2 separate regions of the Hordeum vulgare genome follow, and region 2 is linked to region 1. The links are chromatin contacts, called in public Hi-C maps. All regions are on one chromosome and are shown on one strand. Each heading gives the region's core, a stretch centred on a gene start, on an enhancer-like site or on the middle of the called end of the contact. The rest is flanking DNA. Distances are from core to core; before and after follow the strand shown. Region 1 holds the start of LOC123405485 (BTB/POZ domain-containing protein At2g24240-like). Region 2 holds the start of LOC123401818 (neurofilament heavy polypeptide-like).

The links. Hi-C and Micro-C count contacts between places; a contact is called where the count stands out from the background.
Region 2: a Hi-C map of leaf shows a contact between it and region 1, with 5 times the contacts expected there. The contact joins the promoter of LOC123401818 here to the promoter of LOC123405485 in region 1. A contact is called at or near these places in 2 of 6 Hi-C or Micro-C datasets (leaf and seedling) and 1 of 1 datasets of contacts at active chromatin or transcription factors (embryo).

What each region holds. Positions count from the first base shown.
Region 1 is chr6H:356,466,792-356,472,085 of MorexV3_pseudomolecules_assembly, forward strand. It overlaps LOC123405485 (BTB/POZ domain-containing protein At2g24240-like), which reads right to left and starts at 2,029. Exons shown (of 1, transcript XM_045099155.1): 1 at 472-2,029. The coding sequence starts at 2,029. The coding sequence ends at 677.
Region 2 is chr6H:356,872,239-356,877,532 of MorexV3_pseudomolecules_assembly, forward strand. It overlaps LOC123401818 (neurofilament heavy polypeptide-like), which reads right to left and starts at 2,134. Exons shown (of 14, transcript XM_045095667.1): 1 at 1,723-2,134; 2 at 1,136-1,339; 3 at 877-1,058; 4 at 155-281; 5 at 1-54. The coding sequence starts at 1,830.

The sequences.
Region 1 (5,294 bases), core at 779-3,278:
TTGTTTCCTTTATTGACTGAATCAACTCTCTTCTTCTTGATGCAATGTTGGAGCTCCTTCCTCTTACAAGGTTGCGTCAAAAAGACTAGCATAACAAGAAGACAACACCTTTAACAATGTAATGAGGAAGTTTAGTGAAAAGATTTGGCACAATGTGACCTAAAGTTGACTTGTCAAACATTAATATATGAAAGGTGAGTAAGAGTAACTTTTGCTTGGTAATCATTGACATCATAAAGAGATGACAACACTATGCTCATGTCTATACTCATTTTTGGAATTGGAAATACTCCCTCAGTATTTAAATATAAGTCTTTTTAAAGAATTTATTAGAAAATCACATACGGAACAAGATAAATAAATATATATTTTAAAGTATGTCTATATACATCCATATGTAGCCTCTAATGAAAGCTTTACCAAGACTTATACTCGTTCCGTCCCATAATTCTTGTCGTTGTTTTAGTTTAAATTTGAACTGAAACAGTCACAAAAATTATGGAACATAGGGAGTATTTAAAATCGGAAGGAGTACAAGTTTAGTGACAGTTGAATCTTGTCTGGTCATGTCAGAACGATGAGAATGCTACAGCATGTTTCTCCATTGTCAAAACCTCTATCACTAGTTCTTCCCCTTTTGTCTTGATGAAAAATGTAACTGATCCTCGCACAAGTGTCAGATGATCGGCGGTGGCGGCGTTTCCCACACATCGAACACATTCTCCTCGTTATGCAGGGCGAAAAGACGGTCACCCCCAATGGAGAAGTCGCAAATGGCTCCGCCGTCGGTCCCGCGCAGCGTTGAGGTGAGTGCATGGTCGGGGCCACTGAACACCGAAATGGCGTCGTTCGTCGACGCGAACAGCTGGCCGGCGTGCGTGGCGAGCTTGGGATAGCACGTCTCCTCGGCGTGCACCTTCTTCCTGCTCATCAGCTTGCTCCGTGATCTCCACCGCACGGCGCCGGCGTTGCTCCGGAGGTCGAGGAACCCGAGGTCGTCGTACTGGTTGACCACGCAGACGGACCTCCCGTCCTCCATTGCGATGGCGTGGACCGCGTGCTTGTCCTCGAGCGACGCCGGCGTGCCGACATCGCACCACGACCAGACGACCTTCTTGTCCCGGAAATCCAGCAGGCTGATGAAAGAAGAATCCGCCCGCGGAAACATGGTGGCCGCCATGAGCGTCTTGGTGCCGTCCAGCCACTGGAGCTTATCGGCGTCGCCGAGGGCGCAGCCAGGCGGCTCGTAGAAGAAGCCCGTCTGCTCGCCGGTGGTGCCGTCCCACACGCCAATGCCGTACTCGTTGAGCCGGCCCTTGCAGCTCGCAAAGATGCTGCACTCCAGGTCGAAGGCCAGCGCCCCGGGGGTGAAGGACCTGACCTGGCGATCGTGCGCGACGCGGAAGCGGTGGCGCATCTCGCCGGTGAGCGCCGAGAAGGCTGCCACGCCGCCGTCCCGCCTGCCGGGGCGCTCGCGCGCGGCGACGAGGAGCGTGGAGGCGTCGAGGTAGGCCGCGTCGTTGACCGGCGCGTGGTCGAGGTAGACCGGGCGTCGCTCCTCAAGCATCCAGTTATAGACGCGCACGGCGCCGCCGTGCGCGACGCAGCAGCCTCCGTCGGGCGCCGCGCGGACGGCCGTGCCGTCCCCCGGGGCTCGGCCCGGCACGGACGCTGCCAGGCGTAGGCGGTCGCCGTCGAAGTCGGCCCAGCGCGCGGCGCAGACGCGGTCGAGGAGGCCGTAGTAGAGCGCCTCGCGGCAGAGCACGGCGTCGGGGATGTGGGGCGGCACGTGGAGGCCGCCCGTGCGGAGCAGGTCGAGCAGCACCGCGAAGCAGGCCGGGTCGCGGTCAATGAAGTAGTCGGCCTCGTCGCCCGCGGCCGCGGCGTTCCAGGAGGCGTCCAGCATGGCCCCGAGCATGGTGTCCCGCCCCGCGGCAGCGAGCGTGGCGGCCGTGGTCTCGAACACCCGTCCGCCGACGTTCAAGCGCACGCGCCCGCGCCCGCGGCCACCCGGCGATGGCGTGCACATAGTCGGCCGCGCGTAGGCGTAGCGTATAGGGGGTGCGTCGACGGTCGTCTTTTTGTTTTGTTGGGCGGGGCGGGGTGAGCGTAGGAATGACCGGGTCGAGAGTTTGGCCGGAGCATCTTTTTATGGGACGGAGAAAAGGTCGGGCTCGCTCGGGGTCAGGTGGCGACGGAAGCGAGGATTTGGTCGCGCGGGACGTCAGCGCGGCGCAACAGGGGATCGCCGTTCATGTCTGGGGATCGGGTGCCGTGGTCTTGTGGTGGGGCGGCTCGATGGATTATTTGTTTCGGGAGTGGGTTTTGGGTGCGGGGTGGCTCTGTCCCAAGCACCCATTCCCTCGGGGTGCTGACTGTAGTGGATTAGAAAGTTCTGTGGGTCGGGTGGACTTAACTCGTGCACTGAGCAAGCCGACAGCGACTGGACTGTTCGTTGCGGTGAAATCACTAGCGGATCCGGTAAAATCCACTAATGCAACCCTAGGACGTTTTTACAGGAACGTGAAGGTTTCGGCAGTACAGATCCGATAAAAATTGTACTGTAAATTTTAAAACCATTTCGCACTATAAACAGTATATCAGACATGTACAATGGTTGATAAGATAATTTTATCTTAAGACTTGCATGTAATTTAGATATGTCAAAATAAATATATTACTCCATCTATCCATATATATATATATAGGGTCTAATGTGTTTTTCAAGGCTAACTTTGATCATATATTAAATCAATAATATATGACATGCAAGATACACAAAGCATATCCTTAAATTCGTACGTGAAAGAAGCTTTCAATGATATAATTTTCACATTATACATTTCATATACTATTAATCTTATCAATAGTCAAATGCAATCTCAAAAAATGCATTAGGTCCTATACATATGGATGGAGGGAGTACAATGGATCACCTCTTAAGCTATCTTCAATAACTAGTTATTTCTAAAAATACCGTGAGACATATTGTGCTAAGAGATCACTTCTTGTTCTCTCTTAAATAAGAGAAGATAAACTTTTTTTATGAGTTTTCTCTCATTCACTTCATCATTTATCCTACTTTACACTCCTAAGATAGCATTATTGTACATACCCTCAGACCACCATAATACGGACATAGCAAATACAAAGTTCATATTATAAATTAAACCTAAAACAATCCCACAGACGCCGAGGTAGGACATCTTTGCGGACTTGCGGCACGTGTAAGCGAGGGCGTGCTCTTTCTTTGAGGAGGCACCTTTTCTCCGGTTGTCATCGCGCGCTCTACGGCGAGGAGCTCGATCGGCATCCACCTCCATGTGTGTATAAAAAGGGTGTGTGGAACTCATTGAAGTCGGCCCAAGGGGTCCGCCCGCCGTTATGGGAGAGCCGGCTCCGTCGCAGGCTTGCTTGGAGCGACATGGCTCGATGGCAAGCCGGATGGAGCTATCGGAATCCATGTCGCGGCGTCCGAACTTGCGTTGCGGTGTCCCGCCACGCCCGCGAGCAGCTCCACCCAGTGAAGAGAAGAAAAGAAGGCGGAAAGTGGCGGGATTTGACACCGGAGTTCAGGTGCGGAGTGTGGTAGCGACGGTGGAGGAGATCGGGTTTGCATCTGATAAAACGGAGCAGAAGCCGTAGATATAGCAACGGAGCGGTCGCTTTGCAGTTAGCCTGTAAAAAATTTGCGGGCCGGGTTAAGTTTAGCGGACCTATCCGGGCCAAAAGAAAAAAAGGCTTCATGACTAGAGATGCTCTTGCGAGAAGACTTCTGATTGCTTATCTATGACGGATGAACTAAGGGATGTGCAAGTTTGTTACCACAATTATACTCGGAAGAAGAAAGCATCCATATATGTTGATTCCTCAATTATATCCTCCACCTACTTGACATCTTAGGGCTACTCCAACACATGACCCCAAATCTACGTCTGTTTTGTGTGAATTTTGTTTGTTTGAAGGTGGCAATGAGGCGGCGGCCGCGTGCATATCTGGATGCGCCAGTCGTGTGCCCAATGCATGGTCGAATCTTGACTGTATCTCGCCCGCAAATATTTTTTTGCCGCATTTCTTATTATTTTCATCAATGATATTTTTGATACATTGAAGTACATTGACCAAATCTTGACTAGAGTAGTAAGACCAGACAAAACAAGAACTATAAGAAGACATTAAAAAAAATCCAACTTTCATAACTCTTCCTGCAAGTTAGATTAGTATCTTCTCGATTCCTTGATTGTTGATCCCCGGATTCTCGATCTTACATGCGTATTTCTTCTTCGAGTCTAAAGAAGTAGACGTTACTTCTTCGCATCTAGTCTCATCTCTAGCCTCTATTCTAGCAAGGAGTGCACGAACATCTATCAAATTATGTTCTATCAATATATCGATGTATTCTTCTTCCCAATACCAAAAGTTGCATCCTTCATGCACAATAAAATTTGAGTATAAGCAAAATGCGTTGAATCTGGGAGCACTACCAAAGCTAAACTAGCACATACTTCGTCATTTTTGCAATTGAAGAACACCCATCCGAAATGTTTCAGCGTTGTAGACACGTGGTGCATGACCTTCTATGGACATTTGCCGCACTTTACGAGCGGCAACAATGCGCCGACTAGCTTTTGGGCCGGCAACGAACCCGACCGATGGTCATTGGTGTATTTGTTGGCGAACCGGCGACATGGTAGATCCAAGCTGCTAGAGGCGGAGTCGATACCTGCATGTGGCATGGGGCACTGCAAGGGCTGTGCGGTCCGCTACCCGATCAGTCAATGGCACACCGCGTCCTCCAGTAGCCGGGTGAGGTCAAATACGGTTGGTTCCGGTCCAAATCCGGTCGTCGGATGCGGTAAAATCAGGCGGCCGGGGTTGGACAGCTCGGGTTGTCGAGAAAACGGGAGCTGCCACAAGGATAGGGGGAGAGCACGCGGCCGTGGTGCACAGCGACATGGCCGAGAGAGAGAAAATGGCGGTGGCGGCTATGGATGGGAGATGAGTGATGTGGGGTGTGGCTAGATTGGGGAAGGGGATGAGAAAAAGGGGTGCATGTGTCCCCGATGGGCGGGCTAGAGGAGGACAAAGGCATGCGTTGTGCCCGTGTGCGTGTGTCCGTTTGGCCACAAGCGTGGCCCAAAGTTGGATTGGGAATGGGCTGAAAGCGAACCAAAAACAAACATTTGTCCGTTTGCTCCCACGCGTTGGGTGATAACCCACAAGTATAGGGTATCGCGATAGTCTTCAAGGGTAGTATTTCACACTAATTTATTGATTCGACAAAAGGGGAGCCA
Region 2 (5,294 bases), core at 884-3,383, 410 kb after region 1:
TTCACATGAGCTTATCACCTTCTCGGCAAGTTCAAAAGATGCTGGAGACGTTCCCTGGGAACATAAAACAAAAAAAATAGTTTATGTGAACCTCCTTCCTTGCTTGGGCAAAGTAAATCATATTATCAGCGTGAAGAATGTTGAAATGATATACCCTCTCCTCATTTCTAGCCTTTTGAAGAAGATATGATGCAAGCGCTGTCTGTATTTCTTCACTCTCATCTATTACAAGTTTCATTGTTGTTACCATACATGATATGATAATTTCTGGTTGGTTTGATCTGAACACAGGATGACAAAAAGGTAATCTCCATTAGAATCAGTCCAGAAAAATACGCTGGGTACATGTAAAATGATAGTGTCTCAAGTACCATCATCACGTTAATTTAATTGAACAAACATATCAGCACAACCCAGCTTTGCTGCTGTGAATATAAAAGAAAATGCATCTGCAGCTTTTAACAACTATTACAATTACCAGGAAGGGGAGTGCAGCATTTCCAACATAAAAAGGCAATGCGAGCAACTTGCAGAACAACAACCACTATAATATTGGCAGCTTAGTGTTAGTTTAATGATTTTAAATACATAAAGTTATAATCTTCTTTTAGCAAAAAAGATTGAATAAGATAGAAGGATCTGATGATTCTGCTAGATTGTTAAGAAAAAATGTAGAGGACAGGTACAGCATATTATCAAGAATTTGTCCATTAGAAACACATAACAAGCAAAACCATTTTAGGCAAGTAAAATAACACCTTGGACATGTCAGGAGAATATCAACATAGCTTAGCAAAACTTACTAAACATGCCCAGAAACTAGCAAGAGGACGAAAAGGATAAACTTAAGGTGAATAACTAGAAGTGGCTTCTTACGTCACAGTTGCGAAAAAATGTTTAAACATCTGCAGAATCAGATCATCCAACTCAAGGTCTAACATGACCACGCACGACCGGACCTTTGCCACGGTCTCAAGAATTGAAAGCCTCCTTGAGAAGGACGGGCTCTCAATATCATCCAAATTCTGAAAAGTCCCCACAATTATGGAAAACAAATCCTGAAAAAGTAGACAGCACAGGTCAGGATACAAAGATAGAGAATAAATTAATTTTATAATCAGGAAAGACGCATTACCCTCATAAGATTGTCATCATACGGAGCCTCAGGTGCAGTGATCCTTGTAACCTCAGATATACAAGATGCTATAGCAAGTCTGACCTCGGCATTAGGGTGAGTCAAAAGCTCATTCCTAACCAGGGCATCCATTGCTGGGCGAACAGCAGCAAATGTGCTTGCTGCAGGCGATTGTTCCACATTCATGAGATTTTTCTCGACGTCCTGCATATAGATACGATCAACTTGTTAATTACATGAGCAAGTTTTAAGCTATAATAGCCACTGCCATAATCAGACTCGGCAGTTACTTGAATTCTAAACAGCAGGGTGGATTTCAAGGAAGCCAACACCTCTAACAATAGACCGACATAATCATGTACGTATATCAGTACCCAACAATAGATGAGGCTCTACCAATAACTGAAAACGCTCGCCTTTTTTTTTGCCAGAACCAAGAATTGGACAAAATCAAGAGAAGCAGCGACCAGGTAAACATAAAACTTATTACAATCATCCGAAATCCATACAACCACAACGAGAAACCCTACAGACAGCCGTAACGGATATAGAAAACCAAACACACAAAGTTGAGAGAGAAGGCTCACGTCGAGGAGCTTGAGCAGGCCTTCGGAGTCGGGGGGCGCCTCCTGCAGGCGGGCGCCGACATCCTTGAGTTTCTCCTCAAGGTCGTTGTCCGCCGCGGCCTCCGCCATTTGAGGCGCCGGGAGCGGCGAATCGGGGCGCGGGCCGCCCGGATCGGGGCGCCTGCCCGGAGATCTGCAGCCGCTAGGGTTTCCCCTCGCGGCGAGGTGGGGGCAGGAGGACACGGCGTCCCTCCCACGCGAGGGGCGAGGCTTGAGGGGGCGAGAGGGAGGTGGCGGTGGACGGAGGTGGTGACGAGGGAGATTTGTCCCGCTCCCAACCCCCCGCTCCCTTTCCACGACGGGACGCGATTTGGGTGCGGCTCTCCGTGGCTCGGCCTTGCGAGGGCAAAGGCAGGGTGGTGGAGTGGAGCGGTGTTTGGAATCGGCGGGCGATTTATGGGGGGGTTTGGGCCACTTCGGCGCGGGCGCGGCCTGCCAATTTTGCCCACGGACGCGTCGGGGGCGATCGTGCTCCGCTTTTGGGCGGCCTTGCGTCCGAGCCGCCGCCGCCGCGGGGCAGTGCACGCAGCACCCCGGGGACATCTCGGCCGTCGCTTGCTTGGATCTGGCGGTCCGATGGTTGCCACGCTCCTCCCTCCGGCTGATTTGACTATTTTTTCTACTAGGTTTGCGACCCTCCTGCACACCAAACCATCAATCAACAATAAGAAAGGGGTAAAAACGTGAATTTCTTTTCTCAAAAAAAGGGAAGGCACAAGATGCAACCATGGGGGTGGAAGGTTGCTTGGTACGGGCACTCCGACGATTGCGACGCCCCTCGCTCTCACCGATTTGGCAATTTTCACTAGGTTTCCGGTCTTCCTGCACATCATACCGTCAATCAACAATAAGAAAGGAAAGGTCAAAACCTTGTTTTTCTTTCTCAAAAAAGAGGAGACACGAGATGCAACCAAGGGGGTGGAAGGCTGCTGGGAGCGAGCAGTTCGACGATTGCCACGCCCCTCGCTCTCGCTGATTTGGCAAATTCCACTAGGTTTCCGGTCATCCTGCACATCAACCATCAATCAACAATAAGAAGGGCCAAAATCTTGTTTTTCTTTCTCAAAAAAGAGGGGGCATAAGATGCAACCATGGAAGTGGAAAACCAAACCATAGCGGGACGGTGACGCCGTGGCATCACGGCGGCGCTCCGCCAAGTGGAAGTGACAAATCGATCTTGAAGTCGTCGAAGAAGATAAGACGGAGGGGGCGAAAGGCGGAAATAAGACTAACGAGGAGAAGGGTTGTGATGAGAGATGGAAGACAACGATTCGATGAGTATATGTACAGCTAGGGGTGAGGCGCGGGTCACGGGATTGTCGCATCGAGCTGTTGCTATTGTTTTGCGTAAGAAGTAATGACACGCTATAGTCATGTCTCGTATAAAACGTGCGATAAGTAAGATACCTAATATGTCACGATATATTGGTTGATCTATGCACGAAATAGAAGAGAAGATGATCCTTTAGGGCATCTCCAAAGCGGACCTCAAACCGCCCGCAACCGTCCGGACTAAATGGTCCGGGCGTGTTTAACCATCCAATGCGGGCCTGTATCTGTCCATCGAGCGGTTTGGATGTCCATTTCTGACAAACTCAAGACAAACTGGGGGGGCTTTGCGGGAGTCCGGCAGCAGCCGCGTAGGACTCTGACACCCAAAAAAACCTCCGGGACCCCGCACCCCATCCTGCCGTTTACTTTCCTTCACCTTTTCTCTCATGCCTTCTTCGCCGCTCCACCACCCTGGTTGCCACGCCACACCGTGATACGTCCATTTTGCATCATGATTCCTTATTGATATTTGTGTTATTTTTGTTCATTATTCTCTATTATCATATAATTCTTATGCCCTTTCTCAATGAATATGCAAAGTACAGCGGAAAGAGGGAAATATCTAAAAATTGGAATTCTCGACCCGAAAACCAAGAAAAAGGCAAAAAAATCACGAAACTCCAAATGACCTATAACTTCCCATAGAACTTGTATGGAATATTTAAGAATTATTGGGCCAAAAATATACCATAGGGAAGCCACTTGGTGGCCACAAGCCAACGGGGCGCACCTTATGGCTTATGGGGCCCTATAGGCCTCCTAACGCCCCTCTTCTCCTACATGGTGTGTTTTATCCTAGAAAAAATCATAAGACACCTTTCGGTACGAAGCGTCGTCGTCTCGAGGCAGAAACCTGGGCAGAGGCCCTTTTGCTCTCCGGCAGAGAGATTCTGTGGGGGAAAATTCCCTCCACGAGGCGAAAATCGAAGTCATAGTCATCACCAATGCTTCCTCCTTATTTGGGAGGACCAATCTTCACAACATCTTCACCAACACCATATCATCTCCAACCCTAGTTCATCTCTTGTACTCGATCTTTGTCTCAAAACCTTAGATTGGTACATGTGGGTTACTAGTTGTGTTGATTATATCTTGTAGTTGATGTTTGTTGGATTACTTGGTGGAAGATGTTATGTGTAGATCCTTAATCATTATTATTATACCTCTTATTTTGAACATGTTGATGAAGTGTGAGTAGTTACTATTGTTCTTGTGGACATGGGAGAAGTCTTGTTATAGGTAATCATGTAAAGTTGGTATTTGTTCGATATTTTGATGATATGTATGTTGTTACTACTGTTAGTGGTGTCATGTGAATGTCGACTACATGCCACTTCACCATGTTATGGGCCTAAGGAAAGTCATTGTGGAGTAACAAGTAGATGATGGGTTGCAAGAGTGACAAAAGCTTAAACTCTAGTTTATGTGTTGCTTCATGAGAGGTGCATTTGGATCCTCACGTTTAATGTTATGGTTAGATTTATCTTAATTCTTCTTTCGTAGTTGCGGACGCTTGCGAGAGAGGGTAATCATAAGTTGTTTGTTCAAGTAAGAAAAACAGCTTATCACTGGTCCACCCATATATCAAATTATCAAAGTAGCAAACGCGAATCAACTCAACATGATGAACATGACTAGACAGAAATTCCCATGTGTCCTCGGGAGTGCTTGCTTAATATAAGAGTACTTTCACGCATGTCTTTCCCTACAAAAAGGATTGGGCTACCTTGTTGCACCTTTGCTACTATTGTTACTTGTCACATGTTACGAATTATCTTGCTACAAAACTATCCATCACTATTACTCACATCACTTGTAGAGAATACCTTGCTGAAAACCGCTTGTCATTTCCTTCTGCTCCTCATTGGGTTCGACACTCTTACTTATTGAAAGGACTACGATTGTTCCCCTATACTTGTGGGTCATCACACCCCTCTCAGAACTCGACAAGGACGTCACCTCCAACGGTACACTTAGGTTTCATGTCGCTTCTCCTCCGCCACCGTTCCACACCTCTCCTACGACCCCCGTGCACGTAACATCCCGCTGGTACGATACTCACCATGCTCGACAATTGTTTAGTGAATTGGTCGAGCTAAAAAACGTCACTTCTTCTTTGAAGTGATGGATTCAGATTTGGAGTACATATATGCGTGCTATGTTGAGTCATCTGACATCTCGTCTGATGAGGAGGACTACAC